Linked DNA regions of Mus musculus: regions 2, 3, 4, 5 and 6 are each linked to region 1. Evidence: chromatin contacts called from public HiChIP or PLAC-seq and promoter capture Hi-C data. All regions are on one chromosome and are shown on one strand. Each heading gives the region's core, a stretch centred on a gene start, on an enhancer-like site or on the middle of the called end of the contact. The rest is flanking DNA. Distances are from core to core; before and after follow the strand shown.

Region 1 (3,698 bases), core at 377-2,876:
ACCATATTGGACTGAATCTCTCACCCAGTTTCTTTCCCAAGACCACTGACATTATCCAAATGAGGACATTGGCTGGGGTCCATTAGGTCCAGGCAGCTTCACACCAGGTGCATCTTCACACCAGGTGCACAAGAGAGGTCAGGCAGGTACATTAAGGACAGGAAATCTTCCCCTTGCTAATCAACAGGATAAAGGTGATTAAGCAGGAATTATTTTTCAATGACCTATATAATTTCATCAGAGCTGCTATGGCTATTAGCTGAAAGCAGCTGACTTCCTAATGAGATGAACTTGATAGCAGGGCCCTCCCAGAGCAGCCCACAGAGTAGTAGGCCCCATCTAAAGAAAGCAACAATTGGTCTGCCATCTCCCCCGCCCACCCCACCCCCTTCCTCCTCCTGAGAACAGCCTGTCTTCATTTGGAGCTCTTTTCTCTTAAAGGAGGGGATGTGGTACCCCCTGCGCCTGGATGGCTAGGGCTGCAATACCTGTAGAATAGTTGACAGCTGATCTGTCAAGTACAGGAGGCTAAAGCCAACCTGGGCTAATTCTCAGCACCCACTCACAGGAGTCCCAAAACTCCAAGCAAACACAGTAGCTGTCACCCCCAACACCTCACCCACCCGAGCTTGAAATAAAACAATAGCTAGCTAACCTCGCAGGAGTGGGGTTAACAAGGGAGCTTTGTTGAAACCAGGGAAAACAAGCACACACACACGCGCACATACATACATATACACACACTGATAACCATAACTCAAACTCAGTTTCATCAGAGAATTTATGAAATTGAGCAACAGTAACCCAACAATAAATTCCTCACAGCAGGAAAGTGCTGCAAGCCCAGTGGCACCGCCTCTGACTCTGGTGTATGCCAGGAAAGGTTTGGAGAGGAAGACAGACCTAGATCTCATCGTCTCTGCCAATTATTCCTGGGGGACCCAGGCGCTGCGACCCAAGGGACTGAGAAAAGAGGTGGAGAGCCTGATGACATCTTCCTCCGTCAAAACAAGCTGGCCTTCTTCTTCCAGGGTCAGTCCTGAGTAACGTCGCCTGCAGGAGCCCCCAGCGTCCCGGGTAGTCACTGGACTTCCCCAGCCGTCCTACCAGTCCTCTCTCCAAAACCTGCTCCTGCCACCCAGCAGGATGCAGGAAGGAGGTTCTCGGGACAGTCTCTTCCTCCTCCAACACCCTAAAATAAAATAAAAGCAAGCCTTCAAGCACAGATTTCTTACCTGCGTGCGGCCGCGGATCCTCCTGCTACGCAGTGTCCCCTAGACAGTCAGAAAGTTTGTGCGACGGTCCCGGGTGCGGGAGAACAACCGAGCCTCCAGCGCACAGGGCACAACAGAGGACTGAGCCGGCTCCTCTGGGCCTAACACCCAACTCCAGGCGCCCGGGCAGCTGCCCTCGGGCGTCTGGGCGCGGTGACCTCCAGCCCTGGCTTCAACTCAGTCTGAGGACCCGGGGACAAATCACCCAGCTAGAGAAGGTCGGGGCACAACTTTTCTCCAGCACGTCAGCGGGTGACGGAGCTTCGCAGGTCTCGGGCTGGTCCCCGCCCCACAGCCCGCACCCTCCGAGGCAGGGAGGTGGCAGGGGCGGGGCCCAACCTGCCGAGCGACTCAGGGGCCCCGCCCCCAGGGCCTCCACCGCCTCCGACCCCGCCCCCAGTAAGCCCCGCCCTGTCGCCCAGACCCGCCTCCGCCAGGTGCTCGGGAGACTCGAATTGCGCGACTACAGCGCGCACCGGTTTCCTAGGTGAAGGGGGCGGGGCCTCTGCGAGAAAGTTTCCACCGAAACTTGAACTGGAGCGTTGTGGAGGACGCCTCGCCCTTGGGGGCTCGCCTCTCTGGCGAACTTCATCCCTCCTCCCGCGTCACGCCTGACAGGCAGGCACGCCCGGCTGGTTTCTAGGGTTTTCTGAGGAAAGGAAGCTGCACACCGCGACGCGCGGACGTCTTAGATTTCCCACTTCCAGAAGGTTTGAGTGCGGAGCCGTACGCATCGCCCCACGCGGATTCCCTTCGCCTGGTCTCGTCTTCCTGAGATATTTGAACTTTAACATGACAGGACAGTCCCAGTAGATCTGAGGCAAAAGATGAACGTGATCTCCTTTTACTGGACTGGAAAACTCGCCTGAATGAACAGGAGGCCATTTGGTTCCAGCAAGGAAGCAAAGAGTTGCAGTTTTGCAGTTTAGTTTCTTAGGGGTAATTTTAGTCGTTCGGACCTTATTTGTGAGCTTGAGGGTATTGCATAGGTGTGTGTCGTTCATTCACTGGCAACTGTCCCCACTGCCACCCTACCTCCAGCCAAAAAGAAAGGGCTGTTAAATGAATAGTCCTTAGCAAGGATGAAAGTTCGCAACTCGGAGCTCAGGAGAATGGAGAACAGCAGGGAGGTGGTGGCCCTTTGGCACTGTGTGGTACATTATCCTCTTCCAGGGCCCAACCCTCGACCTGGGGCGACCTTTGCCTAAGGACTGAGAACAGCATGCCACGCCAGCTCTCCCCTTCAGTCTCCACGCCCTATGTGCTTGGACGGTCTGTCCAGGCTCTGCTTCCTGTACTTTAAATCCCATAGGAGGAATTTGAATCTTGGTTAGCGGCTCTCTTGCTATTTGCATTGCCCTGTGGTTAGTGTGGCTGAAACTTGAATTGAGTCCTCCTCCCAGCGGATGGGGCTACACCACAGTCTGAGAAAACGGATGTGGAGGTTTTCCACCACAGCATCCTACTGGCGCCTCACCAAATCCTGCTTCTGAGGAAGAGTCTTCCTTTGTTCTGCATGAATGACCTCCGGAGATAACCAAAATCGGGCAGATCTAGTTTTCTAATTTTCCTTGCACCCATAGCAACTGGATGGTACAAACTTCATGCTTTCTCCTACTATCTGTACATCACCACCACCACCACCACCACCACCATGCCCGAATCACCAACTTTCGCTTTTGCCGCCTGAAGATAAAAAAAAAATGGTTCCTGAATATAAATCGGGGGTAGGGGGGACGGAATAAGAGAGCAGGGTTTTGCGAACAGCAGGTCACAGGTCTGCTCTGCCTTTGGAATATGGGCAAATCATTCCTTTACTCAGCAAATACCCATTGGGTAACTTTTGTTTGTCAAGCACTCTTGGGGGGCTGAAGAACAAAAACATTAACAGTCTCAACAATTATAAAATAAGCATTTTCTCAAATGTCATGAGCACCCACAGTGGTGTGCTTTACTGTCACAGGGCCAAAGCAAATGGGCAATTGATAATGAACTGTAAACCAAAATGAACCTTCCCTCTTTTTAAGTTGACATAAGTATTTTGTTACAGTAATAAAAGGTCAAATAATACAATTAGTAATATGTTAGCCTTTCAAAATAGATTTTTCCTTCCCAGTGTTATTCCTGTATACTCTCTTTGGCTGAACTATATACATAATATTAAGACACTGAAATTAGACTTCTTTATTGAAGAAGCCAAACATTCCTCACTCTTCCTGCTTTTACTCCCATTTGTAAATGCAGTTATATAAAGTTTTACCTTGTGTTTCTAAATTTGTTCCATTTTAAATGCCAGAAATTTTGAGTTAAATGTAAAAGGGAAAGTAATGTTCCTCCATTAACAAATTCTGCTGGGCGGTGGTGATGCACGCCTTTAATCCCAGCACTTGGGAGGCAGAGGCAGGAGGATTTCTGTGTTCGAGG
Region 2 (3,683 bases), core at 441-2,940, 1.1 Mb after region 1:
AAAAAAAATTTAAAGCAAGACATTTTATATTAGGGGCTCCAGGTCTCCAATCAAGTTCATGCTTCCCACAGGTCCACCTCTGGAGATGAAGTTGCCTATTAGTTTAATCCATTTGTCTCCCTCTGGCTAGGAAGACCATCCCTGATACTTCTACCCCCCTCCCTGATCTGAGTCTCCTGTAGCCCTCCTCTGTACTCTGGAACAATCTGAATTTCAGCTGGTACAGCCTGCCTCAAATATGGCATGGCTCAGTTTTCATCCCCAGTTTTATTTAACTCAATTTATAGAACCCAAGAGTGGCTGTCAGTGAGAAAATAAACCCCACAGGCCTTACTCATCTCTTCCTAGTCCTTGCCCTTCCTCTACAGCTGACAGTGATGTAAAAACCTAGATGGATCCAAGTGGAGAGCCAGGGTGAAAATAGCCAGCTGACCTTGCTTCTCTAGGTCTGACTTCCCTGCCTCTAGGAGACCACGGACAAATAGGGGGCAGGTGTCATTCAGGAGCATCTGCACGGTTGCACTTGTCCCTTGATCAGCGTTGAGCACTTTGATGGGCAAGTCTAACCAAGATGGGGCCCCTGGGACTGTCTGCCAGGACGTTCCCCAGAATCTCACGACATATTTTCCTTGAAATGCTACGTGTAAAAAGCTTTCCGAAGCATTCCCAGGGTACATTTCACAGCCCGCAGACAGCTGGATCTCAATGGGATCTGTAAGGAGGAGTAGGCAGAGACCAAAGAGTTCATGATTAAGGGATTTGGAAGAAAGGAATTGGTATGAAGATTATCGTTAAGTGCCAGTTGAGGAAAATGATCATGGTGCCCTAGAGCAGAAATGGGCTATTTTTAGAAGGGACAAGGGTTACTTTTAGACAGAAGTAAAACCATAAGGGTGGACAGAGAAGAGAAGCTATGCCCGATGCCCACAGTTATCCAGCTGGGGTCTGGATCACTCCTGCCCACTGGGTTCAGGGTTCCAACCCCTCCACTCACAGTCTTCTTTAGGTGACATCATTTTGACTAATTCCTGTATGTCCCTGGTAAAGCTGACTCGATAGACTTGAAACATATGCTGCAACTTCTCCCACTGCTGGTTACTCAACTTGCCCTGGGACCATGGCTTCGTGAAGCTGATGGTGGCTGAGTCATTACTCCAACGGTGAGTCTGCAGATCCCCCAGCCAGACCACGCTGTCTGTGCGGGACCAGCTTCTGTTTGCAAAGGAAGACATCTGCAGGCAGCGGAAGGTGTAATTCTTTTGCTGGGCTGGAAACAAAGGAAAAGGAAAGAACTTAGCGAGTGGGCTCAGTCTGAGGACAGACTGCAGTAGGAAAAAGCTCAGCTTTAGCTGCGCTTGCGGAAGGAAAGGCAGGCTCAGTGTAGTTCTGAACTGAGCTAAGCCCTGAGCCGCAGCCATACATTGCTCCTCCCACTGTTGTTGCAAGCCGGGAAGCCCACCTCCACCCGCCCACTACTGCACAGAGCTTGTAGCCAGCCTCTTTCTCCCTCCCTTCCTCCCTTCTCTAGATTGTGTGCGCTTTTACTCACTCACCTTCAGATTGTCCCCAGACCTGTAGGAATGCCCACAGCAACAGCCATGGTAGGTACCGCATAGCGCCAGAGTTCTACACAGCCCTCGGCTCCGACTTCTGCGCTTTACTCTGCTCCCGGACTGGTACACAAAGGCTCTGGGGTTTTTGGTGCAGAGCCAGCAAAACCCGGAAGGACGCGCAGGCACGATTGGTAAATTACTCTTTGACAAAGCCAAACCCCCTGGTAGTTGAGGGTTGGAGTGCAGCTTTACTCAGAACCGCTACGCAAACCACTTTTAAACAAAACAAAACAAAACAAAACAACAACAACAAAAATGTCTTTCCGTTATACTAAAGAATGAGGTTGAGACTATCGTCTCAATATCGAAAGCAAGACAAAATTGTATTTCGGTTACAACTCCGATGGTATTAAAAATGCAAGGGGAAAAATAGAAGGGACGTTTTGGTCTAGCTAGCAGGGGCTGTCTGCAGGTGCTCCATTTACAAGTTTGGATCCTCCCAGATATCTATAAATATCACATTAAAATAATGATAATGATAATAATAGATGTGATTCTTCTAGTGGTTCATTGAGAGGATAGGACTAGGCGGGTTAAGTTCCTTCATAGCTTTCGTATGCCCACAGTTTCCCATGTCAGATTCTTTTTCCCCTTACCCTGGTTTCTTTTCTCCCTTGCCTTACCTGCCCTCTGGCTGTCCCCGACTCCATTTTGGGAGAGTACAGGCATATTTTATTTTTAGTTTTTATTTTGTTCTGTATATTGTACTGTCATGATTTGCGAAAATCGAAGACTTGTGTCAGTCTGATGTGAGGAAAAGCCAAAAGTGACGAGATGTGCCCCCTCGAAGCGCTTCAGCACAGCGAAAACACGGGCCATACACCTGCAGACAGATGTCTTTCCCACTCACTCGCAAATACCGAACCTCTTGTTTTTGAGAACAGAGGTAAGATTACAGGGCGCGCCTGTGAGTTTGTAGGGCCATTCCCAACTTCTCACGCTTAAAACAAGTAGTGACAAAAACAGTTGCTCAAAATTTCAGTTACTGTGAGAAAGGAGAAGTCATCCTTGGTAAATCGTACTCCTGCAGCAAGCATCCTGATACCATCTTCCTCGTTCCTTTTTAGTCACCCCGTTGTATGCTTTGCTCTGTCTTTTTGCCTTGTCTCCTAAGTAGGCCTCTTCTCTATGTCTCTACCCTTAACATAACCGCAACCTTCTGCTTCAACTATATGAAATACCTTCCACGAGGTAGGAAAAAACCCCATCATTGATCGGTATAGCCTCTAGGATCATTCTGCCCATGCTCTGGCTTGCCTTGGAGCATCGTTTGGGACCCTACTCTAAGTCTCACATGCTTTCGTCCCTTAGATACAGCTTCTTCCTCAGATCTCTGCACAAATAGACCCCTTGGGGACCTCTGACCTCCAAGCGCCTGCCTAGTGTCCACTCAGACTTCAAACTCCAATGTAATTTTCTCAGAGAGCCTCCTCAAGCTTCCCAGACAGTGTGAATAAAGACTGGAAAGCTAGCCAGCCCATCTCCACACACTGGGCGGCAGCTATCTTTGTTGGCCTTTCTTCCTAACACATAGGCCTTGTCATTACAGAAATGTTAGTTTGACCCCTTCGCTGTCCCAGCTGGAGGCTTGTCAGAACGCGAGAATCACATTGCCTAACCTGACTCCTCCCATTCTGCCTTCACCAACCTTCTCTCCTGGGCCCCAGTGTTGTAAGAGTCCTAGAGGGCAGGCTTCTCCCTCCTGGCTGTGCTCCTGGAGGTGGCTCTAATCCACTAGACCTGATTTTACTGGATATTGCTCCCAACAGTTTGAGAAAAGTTTTGTTAAAAAATAAAAGGTTAAAACAATGATTATTTTTTATAGTTCAAAAGCATGATTTTTTTTATCACAACAAACTTATACCATTTCCCTCCATCCCTTTACTTCCTCCAACTCCTCCCTCATAAATTTAAACAAACCCTCCCTCTCCAGTTGCTTTTGGTCGTGGTGTTTCAATCACAGCAGTGGGATTCTAAGACAACCTCTCTTGACCCTCCTTTTGCTTTCCTAGTTTCTGTGGTTACTCCAGTTTATATGCTCTCAGCTCAAGTTTGGGAATCGATGAAAGA
Region 3 (4,116 bases), core at 712-3,211, 1.2 Mb before region 1:
ACGTATGGTAGCGAAAGTAGAATGAATTCACAGGGAACGCTCCTGTGTTCTTTACCTCTCACATACACAGCCCATCATCAGGGCCTCCCCATGAGTGGGACGTTTGTTACAATCACCTGATAGGTCAGCATCAAGCAACCTTCCTCTGTGGCATCAGCCCCTGAGACGCCCCCCACACCCCATATGTGTACACAATGCTCCAGAAGGCAGGGATGTGACTAAGGAGTGAGTTGAATGAGTGCTGCACTCGCCTGCCCTCCTGATAAGGAGGAACCATTTGTAGCATCAGCATCCCGTACTTCTGGGCTTCTGGGGACTGGCAGCTCCACCATCCCTCCCTTCAGAGCTTCCCCTGGAATCCATCCCAGCCCCTGATTTTCACTTTCCAGTTCTCACTTTCCTATCCTTTTCTGCCTGACTCCTGTTCTCCCCCTCGGCTCCTCCCTCCCGCCTCCCTCCTTCCTTCTCTCTATTCCCTCCCTCCCTCCCTCCCTCTCCTATTTCCCTCACCTCTGCTTCTTTCTTTAACTCTGGATCATACTATGTAGCCCAGGCTGGCCTTGAACTCATAATCTTCTTGAGTATTGGGACAATAGCAGCATTGACACAGATTGACACTTTAATGTATATGATAATATATATTATTTATTAATCACATAATAACACAATTTTATTTACATTTATTTAAATTAGCACAATTTAATATTTATAACTGATCATAAATTAATTGGTATTATATAATTATATATAATAATTGATAAAGTGATTACTAAATTATATTAATTAATATAAGATTGTAATATAATACACTATATATTAATATATCAAATTATGATATAATATATAACATGTCATATATAATATAGTATGATATGTAATGTGTGACATGTGACATGTAACATGTAACATATAATCTATATTTAGGGTATATTAATTGCACAAAATTTACCTCAGAGTAGACATTTTTCTTGAAATGTACATGCTCAGCCCCCAAATAGGATGTTAGTAAGGACCAGGTCTGTACAAACTACTACAAGCCCTTTGCAGTGAGGTTGTCATGTTTACGAAACAATGACAGGAAAGGACAAGAAAAGAGTTTAGGGGAGAAGAGTTCCATATTCTTATTTTCCACCTTAGTGGCCTTTCTCTGCAATCCCCTGTTCTGTGACTTGTGGTGCACAAAAGCTGCTATAGTGGACTCAGCACAGGACAAGCAGAGGTAGCCCAGAGCTGAACAGATCCATTCGGTGGGCTTATAATCAACTGTTCCAAGTCTCTAGACAATGAAGTCCTTTGTCAAACCCCACCCACACGGCACCTCCCAAATGCACTAGATAGCATACAGTCCAGACATCGTCCACCTGGCCCAGGCTAGCCTGCTGCTTCCTTTCTCCTGACTCATGTCTAGTCAGACACTCAGAGCTTCTGTCTGCACCGTGGACCACATGAGCACAGACAGGGAGGCACAGACGTAGCCACGCTCCCGTTTGCTGCTGCTCATCACCATCCAGAGGTGGAGAGTTTACACTGTGTGACCGTGCAGAGAAAGGTCGAGGCATTAAAGTGTCAGTGACTGCCCCCAGTGTTCCCTATCTAGTCCCCACCACCCCAAACAAGAGTGAACTAGATTTGCAGTACCACAAGGGATAGAACGTAATAGTTTGTGTTCTCCAGCCAGAAGGACACTGTTAAAGACTGTGTGTGTGTGTGTGTGTGTGTGTGTGTCCCAGAGTGTGTCTCCACAGCAGGCATGATCTCTGTATCTTGGGCCGATTCCGAGCCTCATTTCTCTAACTCCACCCAGGCCAGGCCTCTGTCGGGAAGAAGGGACTTTGTATAGATGAGAAAGAAAGCTTGATCTAATTGTTATGTGATGTCGTGCCAAATCCAACTCCACACTCTCTGAAACTGAGTCAGAGTGTCGTGACCCCAGAAGGGTTGAGTGGTGGCATACCGCCATGTTCAGAGATGGCTGCATTAGCTGTGGCCATAACTCAGGATTGTTGCAAGATAGATGGGGTCGGGAGGACAGGGTGACTGTCCAGTCTGGACAAACAGTCACTGCCATGAGGTTGAGGGATTTGAGCTGAATCTGTCCCCATTCTGCTGGCAGTGAGCCCGTTGGGTGCTTTCTTGAGGAAAATACAGCCGTGCTTTGTTTAGTTTTACAGTTTGTCCTCCTGTTCCTGTATATGCTTGTGGAAAGGTGTTCCATGTTCTTCCCGTGTTTATATAACACTCCTAGACAAATTACTCTTTAATGTCACTGTCAGAAATAAGTTGCTAAGACTGCACGTGCGCACATCGAGGCAAGCGGGAAGGTTGAAAGCGGAGCTGCCTGCGTGTTTGTTGTGGCTCCGTGGCAGTGCGCCAAGGTATTTTAACAGGGAACTCCAGGATTTGCTAGAGTTAAAAATGCATGGCTTATTTGATCATTTTCCAGAGATGATGAATAGCCAGAGACAGCTAACTAAATAAAGCAATGAGCCTGTGACGGAGAACGCCCTGGCTTACTGTGCTGGGACTCGGGGGAGGAGGCCGCTGACTCACCGCAGGTCTTGTGGATGGATAGATACCACTCCACACAAAACTCCGGAGAGGCAGCTGCTCTCTGGGAACTGCTCGATAGCCCATCAAAGCAGAAGCAGTTTGTGACATGCTGGGACCAAGTCACGTGGCTATGGCATTCCAGAGATCACGCTTTTAGGGAACTGAAGTAAACAATGCAGCTAAACAAAAGGCGTCTCCCTAGAAATGTGAGCTGTGCTTCTGAAGACGATTTCTTAAAGCCTTTACATCTCTGAGACAATGCTGTAGGTAACTCACAAACATTTGTCAGAGCTCAGGCTGCCTAGTACAAATCACCAAGAGGCATGCATGCATGCATGCGGGTGCCAGGCCTGTAGCATGGGGTTTTACCTGTCTTTTTCTCTGTGTTTTCATTTGAGTGTGTGGTGCTGGGGACTGAGGCCAGAGCCTCTCTCACCCCAGCCCCTCATTCATTCTTTTACAACAACCCTATCAGCTTAGAATTGTTAGGTGTGCTTTGCAGATGACATCAGATGAGGATATTAAAGCTAGGAAAGGTTACCTTGCCCCTTGTCATAAAACAAAGACATAACGGCCCCGATTCAGGCTTCGGGCAGATCGTATGTGCTTCTGATGTTAAGAATCTACTTGTTTGTGGATCCCAACCTTGTAACTATCATAAAAGCCCCTATAAATTAGCAACTGCCCAGTGCTAGCACCCACAACAACAAGATGCAAGGCACAATCATTTGAAAGGTCCAAGTGTTTATTTACTGGACCTGAGGAGAAGGTACAGCCTGTCAAAGTGCTTGCCTTTGAGCATGGGAACCTGAGTTCAGATCCTAGCACATAGCACAGAAAAGCTGGGTGTGATCCTACGCTTGACTTTAACCCTAGCACTGTCCCAAGCCAGAGCCAGAGACGTGTTATGTGTTCTGCTAGCGCACAGCCTAGCTCCAAGCTCAGGGAGAGACACTGTCTCAGGAGAGCAAGACCGAGAGTGAGGAAAGAGCAGGACGCTTGACACCCTCTTCCAGCTTACACATTCAAAACACCAACACACATGCACATGCATAAACACACATGCACATAAATGCATGCACGCACACGCACACATACGCACAAAGCTACCTTCTAATTAATTAATTAGTTGATGCTAGGGATTGAACTCTGAGACTCTCGCATACTAAGCACATGTTTGACCAGTGAGATAATCCTGGTAAATGTAAAAGATTTAAAGGAATGGAAACGGTAGTGTGCATGCGGCTAAGTCAAAGACAAGACTGTGAAGTTATCATTTCAAATTCACCCCCATCACTTCCAAGTCCCAATGATCGGATGATCGTTCCTCTTGGAAAAGTTTCTGTACAGGCAGCCTGGATGACCTAAGCCGAGAGAGCATCTGTGACCTGAGGCAGGGGCAAGGAGGCTTAGAGGGAGCACATTAGAGATTTGACATTGCACCACTGCAACCATGTAAGAACTGTTAATGAGAGGTGGGCGTGAGAGCTAGAACCTGTCATCAGCACTCGGGAGGTTGAAGCAGGAGGATCACTCTAAGTTACAGGGAGACCCTGCTTGAAAAGG
Region 4 (4,211 bases), core at 1,592-4,091, 1.3 Mb before region 1:
AATGCCTCTTCTGACGTCCACAGACTCCTGATCCCATGAAGTATGTATACATACATTCAGAGACACATATGGACATAAAATAAAAATAAACATTTTTTTAAAAAAAGTTGTTGTAAGCTGGGCATGCTGGCACATGCCTGTAATCCTAGCACATGGAAAGCAGAGAAAGACAGCTCTCTGAGTTCTAGGACAGCCTGGTCTACAGAGGGAGTTCCAGGGCTGCCACGACTACACAGAGAAACCCTGTCTTGCCGGGGGCAGGGGGGGGGTTGTTATTGCAAGCTTTATGTAGGAGCTGACTTGGTTTGGTACAGGGAATCCAGATTGTAAACTACGGTCAGGGAAGGCCCTGTCAATATGATCTAATATAAAGAATAGAATACAGACTGGGCATTAAAACGACTAGATTATGAACTTCAGTTCAAATATGTCATAACTTTGAGACTATTAAAATGCAGTTCTTCCTACCTCCTTAGTTAGTTGGAATATAGGCAGCAAAGCAATTTGAGAACCAATGCCATGATGATGCCATTATTATTGAGAACATTTTTGCAACAACAATTTAGAAAAAATGTATGAGTTGTAATTTTGGTGATTCAAATTACTCCTTTGAGTTGGACAACAGGGGCAGAAAAAATTTAATGAGAACTTTTCTGTAAGCTGGGTATACCTACAACCCCAGCAATTCAAGAAGGTGAAATATGAAAATTATGAGGTCAAGGCGAGCCTAGATCATGCAGAGCTATCCTGTCTTAAAAACAAAACAGAACAAAAAAGCAAGCAAAAAGATGTATCTTGTCATCTCGGAAGCTGGAGACACAACAGGAAGACTGGGGTGTCCGCATAATAATGTTCACTTATCAAATTAGCTTCTTGTTGACTTGGCCACAGCATGCCCAGAATAGATAGATTCTGGCAAGAGAGCTGGTGTCTGGGAGGTGAGTGTGAACCTGCCTGGAACCCCTGGCTGATCTCATGCTACTGCTTAAGAAGAATGAGTCTTGGCAAAAGAAGAGGACTCACCAGCTAAGGGTACTTGCTCAAGCATGAAGACCTACCTACCTCTGTTAGAGCCTAGCATCTACCTAAAAAACATGCGTAGCTTCATGCACCTGTAACTTGGATGCTGGGGGTGGGCATGGAGACAGATGGCCAGCCTAGATGAAAAACGGTGAGCTCCAGGTTCAATGGAAAACGTTGTCTCAAGAAAGGAAAGGCAGAAGACAGAGAGTAAAGAAGAGGAAATCCAACATCCTCCTCTGACCCCCCCCTCACGCCACCGTTTCTAGTCTATTTTTAAGTGCCATTCCTGCCCCCAATCTGCAATTTAGAGCTGAAAAAATTGAAAAGAGAAGACCATGATAATGAAAGCATCAGCCCACATTCGCTGGACACTTTCTTCAACTATTAAGTTATCCTGCGCATGGTGGTTTCCTGTTGTTAGACCTAGCCAACACTTGAGAGGCTGAATCAAGAGGATGGCAAGTCTGAGGCCCAGCTGGTCTATGTGCAAAGATGTGTGTGTGAGACAGAGAGGAGGAGGGAGAGAGGGAGAGAGGGAGGGAGAAAGAGAGGGAGGGAGGGAGAGAGAGAGAGAGAGAGAGAGAGAGAGAGAGAGAGAGAGAGAGAGAGAGAGAGAAGCTATTCTGAGTGCCTCTTAGGAAATTCACTGAGCCTTACTAAGTACACAGCAGCAGTATGAAGTCAGTCCTGTGGTTTCTCCCCTTTTACAGGTAAAGCGGCCGAGGCTTTAATGGTTAAGACCCAGGACCACTTAAGTTCTAACAGTGGTCACTTCTCAAGATCCATACTATGGCAAGTCACTTTTCCACACATAGACAAACCAACATAGAGGGCCTGAAAGGGTAAGAAACATGATCACTCTACTCTCTTATTTTAGTCTAGATAATTTTCTACATTATATTCCTTAACAACGTGTTTATTATGAAGCATGTTCTCAACACTGACCTGTTTATATTCATAGACTATACTAAACTGATGTAAAAATTATTGGATTTTATTTAGCTTTGAGGGAGCATAGGGTTTAGACGTTTTAATGGAATATAGTCATCACCTGAATTGAGTATTTCAATGAAGTATTTCTAGCAGACTCCTATGAAGAAGACCGTCTCCCATGTGCTATTAAAAATTGAGCTCATGACTGCAGTCTGTAGTTATTTTTTTTCTTGTAGAGCCAGAGGGTACAGTCTGTGACCTCATGTAGAAAATAGCCACCAAGAATCTATCCAGGATCATTTTTAGTTCTTTAGTTTTGGCATGCACAAACAATTTTCAAAGCAGATTAAATTTGTCCAATGTACTTTAGAAGTATGTATTGCAAAGCACAAGCGGGGGATGCAAGCCACAGAGCAGAGCTTTTAATGGCGAGGCCATTCGGGAAGCAAGCATCCGTCTGGAAGCTTTGGTTACTACATTTCCAGAAACTTCTTCCCTTCCTTTTCATTGTCGCTCTGAGCATGGCAGTATCCAGTTTCCACATTGCTAAACTTCTGCCTTTTCCCCTGGCATTTTCAAGAAGTAGAAGGAGTGTGCCATTTTTTTTTTCATTCTGTACCCTTGAAGAAACTAGAACTTAAGCTGGGATATCTTTCCATGAACATTTTTTAATGTTTCTTATCTCTGAACCTGCTGTGGAGAATTTAGTACAAGACATGCATGGATAAAATGAATCGTCTTAAAGGATTGCAGCTCCAAAAATACCCCAGCAGGACTGGGCAGGTTTGACATAATGACATTCCTATTTTAGCCTGACTTCTGGAACTCTGAAGAACTATAAATTGAGCCACACAAGATCCTAAGAAGGTGGTGCCTCTTCTAACCGCATATAGAATTTTTCTTCAGACTTTTGGAAAAGATGTATCTAGTGGTTGTTTTCCTAGAGAATGAGACTGTTGGTACTTACCAACTTTAATACAGGAAATGATAGGTAGAAAGCCCTGCTCTGTATCCTACTGAAAACCAAATTTGATTACGGAAACTTACACCAGGAGCTCAGAGCCAAGGTCTGCACAAGCCGCATCTGAGATGGCAGAAGCCTCTGTGGATATCGGGACTCAGCCCGTAACCGTGAAGAAAAAGAAGAGCCTGTCCATCGAGGAGAAGATTGACATCATAAATGCAGTGGAAAGTGGCAAGAAAAAGGCAGAGATTGCAGCTGAATATGGCATAAAGAAAAATTCATTGTCTTCCATTATGAAAAACAAAGACAAAGTTCTAGAAGCCTTTGAGTCTTTGAGATTTGATCCGAAGAGAAAAAGACTGAGAACAGCGTTTTATACGGATCTAGAAGAAGCATTGATGAGGTGGTATCGGATTGCTCAGTGTCTAAACGTTCCAGTTAATGGCCCGATGTTGCGTCTAAAAGCTAATGATTTTGCCCAGAAGCTGGGACACAATGATTTTAAGTGCAGCAATGGTTGGCTGGATCGTTTTAAGTCCAGGTATGGCTTAGTATTCAGAGCACAACCCGTAGAAGCCACGGGTATATCTATAGACCCTTCCACTGTGTGGTACCAAAATGTGCTACCTTATTACTTAAATGATTATCATCCTAAAAATGTTTTCAATGTAAAAGAGACTGGGTTGCTTTATCGAATGTTACCTACAAATACTTTTGCATTCAAAGGGGAAACATGCTCAGTTGGAAAGTTGTGCAAAGACAGGATAACGCTGGCACTCGGAACAAATATGGATGGCTCTGAGAAGCTCCCTTTGCTGATCATCGGGAAAAACCGAGCCCCGCGTTGTTTCAAGGGCATAAAATCATTGCCTGTGTACTATGAAGCTAACAGAACGGCGTGGATGACCGCAGCCATATTCGAGCAGTGGATGCAGAAGCTGGATGAGAAATTCCAAGCCCAGAAACGAAGAGTGGTGATTTTTGTTGACTCTTGCCCCGCACATCCGGAAGTGAAAAACCTAAAGTCCATTGAGTTGGCATTCTTCCCGTCATGCTTGTCTTCCGGGTTTGCAGCTATGAATCAAGGTGTTATTAAAAGCCTTAAAATCAAATATCGGCATTGTCTTATCAAGAAATTTTTAAGTTCAGTCGAAAGTAGCAAAGAGTTTACATTTTCTCTTCTAGATGCAGTTGATACATTGCATCTCTGCTGGAGAGCTGTAACTCCAGAGACTATTGTTAAAAGCTATGAAGAAGCAGGATTCAGGTCTCCAAAGGGAGAAAATGACAC
Region 5 (3,662 bases), core at 290-2,789, 1.7 Mb before region 1:
GGAGGCAGAGGCAGGCGGATCTGAGTTCAAAGCCAGCCTGGTCTACAGAGTGAGTTCCAGGACAGCCAGAGCTATACAGAGAAACCCTGTCTCGAAAAAACCAAAAAAAAAAAAAAAAAAAAAAAAAGAAAAGAAAAAGAAAAGAAAAAGAAAAGAAAGTCCTCAAAACTGGGGAGGGGTATTTCCTTGTGGTAAAACACAGATGCCTTCAGATTATGAAGGAGACGCAAAGCCATCTGGGGATTACAGGCCTACGTTTGTAATTGTTTACCTGCCAAAGCAAGCCAAATCGAAATAGTAATTCACATTCGGAAAGAGGTCAAAAGTTTAACTTTGACCAGACTAACAGTGAACTTTTTCCTGCTCATATATAAAACTAATAGCAATACCTGCGTGAAGAGTTAAGAGCCATTAAATCCCTTTGGCAGTAGGCAACTGCCCTATAAAGAGGGTTAAATAAGAGGGTGAGGCCGGCACATCAATAATTCCTAGTTCCTTTTAGTCGGGTACTTAAATTCTACAAAGAGAAACATGATAACACCAAACACTGGTAACACTGTTGTTTTGAATCTGGTCCTGGGCTCCTTGGGCCATTGCATGCCCAGGTGGCCCGTCTGTTAGTTTAACCACAAAGAAGCCGTTATCAGTTATAATTACAGCTGGGCAATTTTTTTTTTTTCAAATAAATGCCCAACGACCTGATCCTTGTCCACCCTGTGTGACGACCAAAATTAACTAAATTAAGATATTAAAATCTGGGGTCACTCTAGCGACTCGTTGATACTCTGTCGCCAAAAGTGGAAAGAATGACACAAAACTTTGAAGGTAGTTGAAAAAAAAAAACGATCCAAAGGGCAGAGAGTCATTAAGTCCGAATAGACAACGGCGATTGGTAGTAAACCAGGATTGGCCCGCAGAGAGCAGGGTGGGGTGGGGGGTGGGGGAGGCTGGGGTGGGGGGTGGGGCGTCCTACCCTGCCCTTAAAGGCGGGGGTGCGGGGTGGGGTGGGGGTGTCACTGCCATGATCTAAAGGCGGAGTGATCTGGGCGGCTCCTGTTAGCATACTAAGTACAGTGGTGGGGTGCAGCTGAAAAAGGGGAGCGCCGTGCCAAGCAAGTAAAAGGCCCCGGGTTCTAATTCCAGGAGAACCGAAGGGCACTGAACACTTCAGTGGCCAACTCCGCAGCGCGTGCGCCCTGGGGTTCTCGGTCGGGAGCCGCGGATCGGTCCAACTTGCGGGGCTTCTGGATTCGGTTCTAGAACGCTCCGGTTCGGAACCAGGGCGGCGCAGGCCGCCATCAGGGCTCGGGCGCAGCAGTGGGCGCGGGGCCAACCTCACAAGGCCTGGCCAGGCACAACCCCTGCTGCCGCGGCCCCGAAGCCCAGAGGTGCGCGCGTCGGAGCCTCGCTCTTACCATGCTGCGCGAGGCGGCCTCCCTGTTTGAGTCTGGCGCCAACAACCGCGTGGGGTGGGAAGGACCGGAGGAAGTGCAGGGGAGATGCAACGACCCCTGGCGGCCCTGGTAGGACTGCGGGACCCGAGGGAGGAGCCGAGCCTGGGCGGGGCTTGAGAAGATGGGCAGGGCGGTGAGGGGCGCGGCCTGAAATAATGGGCAGGTCCAGTAGGGGAGGAGCCTGAGATGGGCAGGGCCGGACTGAGACCAGATGGACCAGTCTGGGTTGGGCAGCCTGTAGGCAGAAAGGAAAAGTTGGGGCCTGGCGTGGGAGCTGGAGCAGGGAAGGCTTCTGTTCCCTTCCCGTGCCTCTGGGGTTGCAGAGTTGCTTACTACTTAAGTGTTCAATGTAGCTTTTAGTTTTCTTTTTAAAAGGCAACTTTTGAGTCTTCGCTTTTAAGTGTGTTCTTTTAGCTTAAAAAAAAAAATATGGGGCTTTGGCTGCAAGAAACGAGTACATTTAGAAAAGAAATTCTTTTTCTATTTTATTTTATTTTTGTCTTATTTAATTTTATTATTTGGCTTTTTTGGGACAAGGTTTCTCCGTGTAGCCTTGGCTGCCCTGGAGCTCTCTCTGTAAACCAAGCTGGCCTCGAACTCAGTGATTTGCTTGCTGCTGCTCCCTAAATGCTGGGATTAAAGGCGAGCACCAACCTCTAGCCTTAAAAAGTCCTCTGATACAGAGCGGTGAGAGTGTACAGAGTAGTGCAGGTGTTCTGCATTACAAATGAAACGTAAATATTCTAGTGCTGCTGACTGTCAGACCTTAATAAAGAGTATGTGGGAGCTTTCTAAATTATTTCTTGCAACTACTAGTGAATCTGTCTCTCAAAGTTTCACTAAAACCTTTATTTTATAAGATAGGATAAACGTGATTAGCAAAAATCATCCAAAGCATTTACAAAGGAGAGCAATAGTCGGGGATGGGGGTGAGTATGTATCCAAACCTGCTTGCCATGCTCATACCCTGACAACAGGCATATAGCAGAGATGTTCCTGTCAATTATGTGACACAGAGTTTTCATCACATCCACTTTATTAACGCTTTTCTAGAGTTCTTAATTTGCTCTTTATCACAGTTACTTTTTTAAGTTTTTTTTTCAATCCTAGGTTTTCAGGACAGGGCTTCCTGACAGCAAGTCTCTCTCTCTCTCTCTCTCTCTCTCTCTCTCTCTCTCTCTCTCTCTCTCTCTCTCTCCCTTCCCCCTCCTCCTCTTCCTATGTTATTATTATTATTACAATAAAAATAAGTTTATCCAATCAAGTAACAACTATACAAATGCAAGCAATTTTAGTCATTTTCTTTTTGGTCAACCTATATTAGACCTGAAATCTTTACTGAAAGTTCCCAGGTGATGGTGAAGTGTGGTTGGTTGCTCATCTATGCACATAATTTATGTGTTTTAAAGACTGAGGTCAAAGCACAGAGTCAGTCAAATACTTGAGCAAAAAGTCAACCAATTAGAGCTTCTGTTGTACGGTGAACAGACCAGCTGAGAAGTAAAATGAGCTGTGTCAGTCCCTAGAGGCGTGTGGGCTTATGGAAAGAAACAATCTGAGTGCTGTGTGCTCAGCAGGGTGGGTTAGCCGGGGAACCTTGTCTCTAGAAGGCAAGCAGTTTGCTTTATAATCATCTCGCAAATACCTTTTAAATCCATGCTTTAAAGGAACTGGAATCATTCCTAGCTACTTAAAATACAAACTCTTATGAATGAGCCACAAACATCTTTCCCCAACCTTTCAGACTGTGAGCTCTGAGTCTTGTATGCCGTGGGAGGGAATAGCTGAACAGTTAACTACTTTAAAAGCAAGAGTTTCATCTGCAGAAGATGAGAGGTATCATCTTGTCAAAGATGGGGAACCTTCAGAGCTAACTAGCAGGCTACAATCTGGCAGTCTGTCATATTTCAGCCAAACAGGCCCCAGCCAGTTCTCAGACGGAGTGATGTTTCCTTTCTCTTCTCAGTGGTGTTCTTGTCCCCTATGTGGGTGGGTCTGATTTTGTTCCCGATCATTCTGACAGCTAGCATGCCCACACACTTACTCTTGTTTACCTGGTGTCCCCAATCCCCAGGATGTCACCTGTCAATGATGGCTTCCAACCACTCAGCAGCTGGTGGTGCTGGAAGAATGTTGCCATGCTAGTGGAACAGTGGCTGGGGGGACTGGGACCCCAGTGACTCCAGAGTCTACTAGGCTTCTCCCACT
Region 6 (4,061 bases), core at 600-3,099, 1.3 Mb before region 1:
TGTTCTCTGAAGTGCAAACCTAGTTATTTTAAAGCAAAATGATATGATCACACTCTAACCAGTATGTTCTTCAAGTTTGACTTTTAACTGGCAGGACCTCTTATGGAGAAATCCCTTCATATTCTTAGTGTGTGTCTGTGGTCGTTCTGCACTACATGGCAATACACAGTAAGTCACTGAAAGAGAAAACAGGCAGGCCAGGTGTGGTGGACCTTACCTACAATACCAGTATTCAAGAGGAGGTGGCAGAATGACCTCTAAGAGGCCAGCCTAGTCTACATAGTGAGCTCTAAACTACCCAGGGCTACACAGTGAGACAACCTTCTCTATTACACACATACATACACACACATGCACATACACACATTAAACTTTTAAAAAAGAACAACTAAAACTTGCCTTCATAATTTGTAAGGAATCTATTTTTGCCATTAAATTACTATATCTACTATTATTTTTACTATATAAGAAAAAATAAAAAGGGCATGGCATAAAGGGCAGTGGGTCAGGCACACTGGTGCATGCCTGTAATCCCAATCACTTGAAAGGCTGAGGTTGGAAGCTCATGAGTTTGAAGGCAGCCTGGGCAACTTAGTGAGCTCTTATAGATACAGATACATAAAGATAGATAGATAGATAGATAGATAGATAGATAGATAGATAGATAGATAGATAGATAGGATAGATAGGATAGATAAGATAGATAGATAGATAGATAGATAGATAGATAGATAGATAGATAGATAGATAGATAGAATGATCAGATAGATAGGTAGATCGGAAGGAAGGAATAATGGATAGATGGAAGTAAGGAAAGAGGAGAGAAAGGAGGGAAGAAGAGAGGGAGAGAGGGAGGGTGTGATGGTTTGTATGTGCTTGGCCCAGGGAGTGGCACTATTAGGAGATATGGCCTTGTTGGAGTAGGTTTGTCACTGGGGGCATGAGTTTAAGACCCTCACCCTAACTGCCTAGAAGTCAGTCTTCCATTAGCAGCCTTAAGATGAAAACATAGAACTCTCAGCTCTGCCTGCACCACACCTGCCTGGATGTTGCCATGTCCCCACCTTGATGATAATGAACTGAACCTCTGAACCTTTAAGCCAGCCCCGATGAAATGCCGTACTTTATAAGACTTGGCCATGGTGTCTGTTCACAGCAGTAAAACCTTAACTAAGACAGAGGGCAATTGGTAATTAGGCGACAAATACAAGGAAGTATTTTTTATAAATACATACATTCTTTGCATATAGAAGTTACTATATAAAATTTTATTTAAAGAATATTGCATTGCATATAATTGATAGTTTGATGGACATTTATCAGCACATGGCTATATGTTCAATGGGACATCACAAGATATGTTTAACTTATTCTTACATTGACATGTGTCATCTGTTATTAAATCCAGCTTCTTACAGGTTAGTTAACAGAAATGAAAGGAGAGGCTGCGGAGAGCAGTGGGGGCTGGGGGGACTGGGTTTCAGTCCTTACTATATAGGTTAACATACAGAGAAGCATGATAGATAGCACTTCCCTTATTTATCACATTCTGTGTGCACCCATGGTGGCTCTGATGCCAGCCTCCCCAGGACCTGGAGAATGTGCATCAGAGCCTCTGCTCAGAGATCCTTTGAAGCTGGTGAGGGGAAGCCAAGGGCTCTGAGGTGTCAGTACAGAGCATACGGGGTTTATTCGGAAAGACTTCTTGATCGGTTCCAGCATCTGGGAAGCAGTGTCCTTCGGGATATAAAAGTCTTGTTTGCTTTTATGAGTGTGAATCAGGACATGCTATCCGTGCCAGGTGCCTGCTGGACCGTGGAGCTAACACTCCCAGCCTAGATTGCTTCTGACTGTTGCCAGTCGCTGGCTATCTCACCCCATGTAAATCAATAACCAGTCTCTTGCGGTGGTGGCTGGGTGAGAGTGGCTCCCGTACAAATGCTTAGTCACCAGGGAGTGGAACTTTTGAAAAGGATTAGAAGGTGTGGCCTTGTTGGAGGAAGTGTGTCACTGGGGGGGTGGGGGTGGGGCAGGCTTTGAGGTTTCAAAAACCTCAGGATCAGCCTCTCTTGACCACTCTCTCCCTCCCTCCCTCTCCCTCCCTCTCCCTCCCTCCCCCTCCCTCTCCCTCTCCCTCTCCCTCCCTCTCCCTCTCCCTTTCCCTCCCTCTCCTTCTCCCTGAACCTCCCTCTCCCTCTCCCTCTCCCTCTCCCTCTCCCTCTCCCTCTCCCTCTCCCTCTCCCTCTCCCTCTCCCTCTCCCTCTACCTCTACCTCTCCCTCTCCCTCTCCCTTCCTCTCCCCATCCCCACCCCTGCTTGTCTACTAGGATGTAGCTCTCAGCAACTGTTCCAGCACCATGCTTGCAACCATGCTCCCTGTCATAATGCTACTGAAACTGATGGACTAACCTTCTGAAACTGTAAGCAAGCCCGCAGTTCAATGGTTTCTTTTATGGGCATTGCCTTGGTCAGGGTGTCTCCTCACAGCAATATAACAGTAACTAAGATGCCTGCTTTTGTCTATTTTATATAATAGGTCACATGTTGTAGTAGGTTTAATAAGATGACTCTCCCAAATTTCATTTCTACCTGGAACCTCCAGACATGACCTTATGAGGAAACAGGGTCTCTGTAGATGTAATTCATTGGAAATCAGTTAAGGACGTCAAGAGAAAATAATCCTAGACTTAGAATAGGTCTTAAATTAGTGCCCAGTCCCCTTATAAAAGAGGAAATGGCTAAGAATGGCCGTATATGCCTATAATCCCAGCACTTGGGAAGCTGAGACAGGAGGATCATGAGTTTAAGCCAGACTATGCTATATAGTGATCTCAAAAAAAAAAAAAATCCACAAACCAGGACTAGAGGCAAGATTTTTATGATGCTACCATAAGCCAAGAATGCCAGGAGCCCAACCCCCAACCCCACTCCCCAGAGGCCTTAGTCCAGGAAGGTCCCTCCCTGTGAATCCTTGTGATTGATTAGGACAAGGAAGGACCCTCCCTGCAAACCCTTGTGGGGTGCATGCGTGTGCACAGATGCAGACAGACACCTTGATTTCAGTCCAGTCGTTTCCAGAATCTAGTAACAATTAGGTGTTTGTTGTCTTAAGTCACAGAGTTTCAGCTTCCCTAGGAAGTTCACACACACACACACACACACTTTGCTTAACATGATTCAGTTTTCTTCCCGGTCTACCCTTTACAGAAATGAAATTGTCAAACTAAGCAAACTAAACAATGGATTCTCCGTGGAGTCTTATTCCCAGATTTCTAGCTTGTTCACAGGCTCTGTGTCTCATCTTGACATGCTGTGTCACCTGTCCTGGGTTTTGCTTCTGTTTGTTCCTCCCCATTGCCTTCAGAAGCCCTGAGGATGTTTGTGCAGAGAGATAGGCACCTTGTCTATTGTCTGCCTTTCCATGTAGTGCCTAAGTGGACTCTGGACTAACTCAACTTGTTTACATTTGGGAGATGCACTTGTGCTTGCTCTTCTCTAAGATGCTCGTGTTTGATTCTTCATTGACCAGCACTGTGATGGTGAATAGTAATTGTCAACTTGCCTGGACTTAGAATTATCTAGAAGAAACACCTCTGAGCACATCTATGAGGAGCTTTCCAGGGAGAACTAAGCAAAGAGGGAATGCCTCGCCTGAGTGCAGATAGCTCCACCCATAAACTGAGTCCAGAACTAAATAAAAAGGACAAAAAGAAGAAAGCAAGCTGAGCACCAGCATCCCCCTCTCTGCTTCCCAACGGCAGATGCATCAGGACAGCGTCTCAGCTACCTTTCTATTGCTAAGACACCATGACCAATGCAGCTTATAGAAGAGTTTATTGCGACTTAAAATTCACAGGTTAAGTCCCTGACCATCATGGTAGGGAGCATGGTGGCAGTCAGACACTGTGCAAGAGTTCTAGCTATGAACCTACATCTGAACCACAAGCACAAGGCAGAGAGAGACATTGGGAATGGTCTGGGCTTTTGAAACCTCTAAGCCCAACCCTTGAGGCACACCGCCTAATCCTTCCCAAGCAGTTCCATCAACTGGAGCTTAAGCC

The links. Promoter capture Hi-C pulls out the DNA fragments that hold promoters and counts their contacts. HiChIP or PLAC-seq counts read pairs in DNA pulled down with a chosen protein or histone mark.
Region 2: a promoter capture Hi-C map of pre-B cells shows a contact between it and region 1, with 4 times the contacts expected there. The contact joins the promoter of Cd1d1 here to the promoter of Glt28d2 in region 1. A contact is called at or near these places in 1 of 39 promoter capture datasets (pre-B cells) and 1 of 115 datasets of contacts at active chromatin or transcription factors (large pre-B cells).
Region 3: an H3K27ac HiChIP or PLAC-seq map of extraembryonic endoderm stem cells shows a contact between it and region 1, with 7 times the contacts expected there. The contact joins the enhancer-like site here to the promoter of Glt28d2 in region 1. A contact is called at or near these places in 4 of 39 promoter capture datasets (frontonasal cranial neural crest, hippocampal neurons, liver and 1 more), 1 of 484 Hi-C or Micro-C datasets (uterus) and 2 of 115 datasets of contacts at active chromatin or transcription factors (astrocytes and extraembryonic endoderm stem cells).
Region 4: a promoter capture Hi-C map of cranial neural crest shows a contact between it and region 1. The contact joins the promoter of Tigd4 here to the promoter of Glt28d2 in region 1. A contact is called at or near these places in 4 of 39 promoter capture datasets (cranial neural crest, hippocampal neurons, liver and 1 more) and 3 of 115 datasets of contacts at active chromatin or transcription factors (astrocytes, extraembryonic endoderm stem cells and pro-B cells).
Region 5: a FOXA1 HiChIP or PLAC-seq map of pancreatic cancer cells shows a contact between it and region 1. The contact joins the promoter of Mnd1 here to the promoter of Glt28d2 in region 1. A contact is called at or near these places in 1 of 39 promoter capture datasets (embryonic stem cells) and 1 of 115 datasets of contacts at active chromatin or transcription factors (pancreatic cancer cells).
Region 6: a contact with region 1 is called in a FOXA1 HiChIP or PLAC-seq map of pancreatic cancer cells. The contact joins the enhancer-like site here to the promoter of Glt28d2 in region 1. A contact is called at or near these places in 5 of 39 promoter capture datasets (the 3T3-L1 cell line, embryonic stem cells, hippocampal neurons and 2 more) and 1 of 115 datasets of contacts at active chromatin or transcription factors (pancreatic cancer cells).

The regions. Positions count from the first base shown.
Region 1 is chr3:85,885,892-85,889,589 of GRCm38.p6, forward strand. It overlaps Glt28d2 (glycosyltransferase 28 domain containing 2), which reads right to left and starts at 1,627. Exons shown (of 2, transcript NM_177130.3): 1 at 1,236-1,627.
Region 2 is chr3:86,997,639-87,001,321 of GRCm38.p6, forward strand. Cd1d1 (CD1d1 antigen) reads right to left here and starts at 1,691. Exons shown (of 6, transcript NM_007639.4): 1 at 1,554-1,691; 2 at 995-1,267; 3 at 434-712. The coding sequence starts at 1,614.
Region 3 is chr3:84,694,175-84,698,290 of GRCm38.p6, forward strand. All of the region lies in intron 6 of Tmem154 (transmembrane protein 154), which reads left to right. Among named protein-coding and RNA genes, the nearest start is that of Tmem154, 30 kb to the left of the region's middle. Within about 2 kb of position 1,962, at least 106 of the 459 cell types and tissues checked have an H3K27ac peak or open chromatin away from gene starts, as enhancers often do. A contact at or near this core is called in extraembryonic endoderm stem cells and uterus, where this site is marked.
Region 4 is chr3:84,590,733-84,594,943 of GRCm38.p6, forward strand. Tigd4 (tigger transposable element derived 4) reads left to right here and starts at 2,842. Exons shown (of 1, transcript NM_207278.2): 1 at 2,842-4,211. The coding sequence starts at 3,046.
Region 5 is chr3:84,154,247-84,157,908 of GRCm38.p6, forward strand. It overlaps Mnd1 (meiotic nuclear divisions 1), which reads right to left and starts at 1,540. Exons shown (of 8, transcript NM_029797.3): 1 at 1,416-1,540. The coding sequence starts at 1,418.
Region 6 is chr3:84,608,527-84,612,587 of GRCm38.p6, forward strand. The region is part of intron 1 of Gm46836 (a long non-coding RNA gene); the gene reads left to right. Among named protein-coding and RNA genes, the nearest start is that of Gm46836, 6.5 kb to the left of the region's middle. Within about 2 kb of position 1,850, at least 23 of the 459 cell types and tissues checked have an H3K27ac peak or open chromatin away from gene starts, as enhancers often do. A contact at or near this core is called in pancreatic cancer cells, where this site is marked.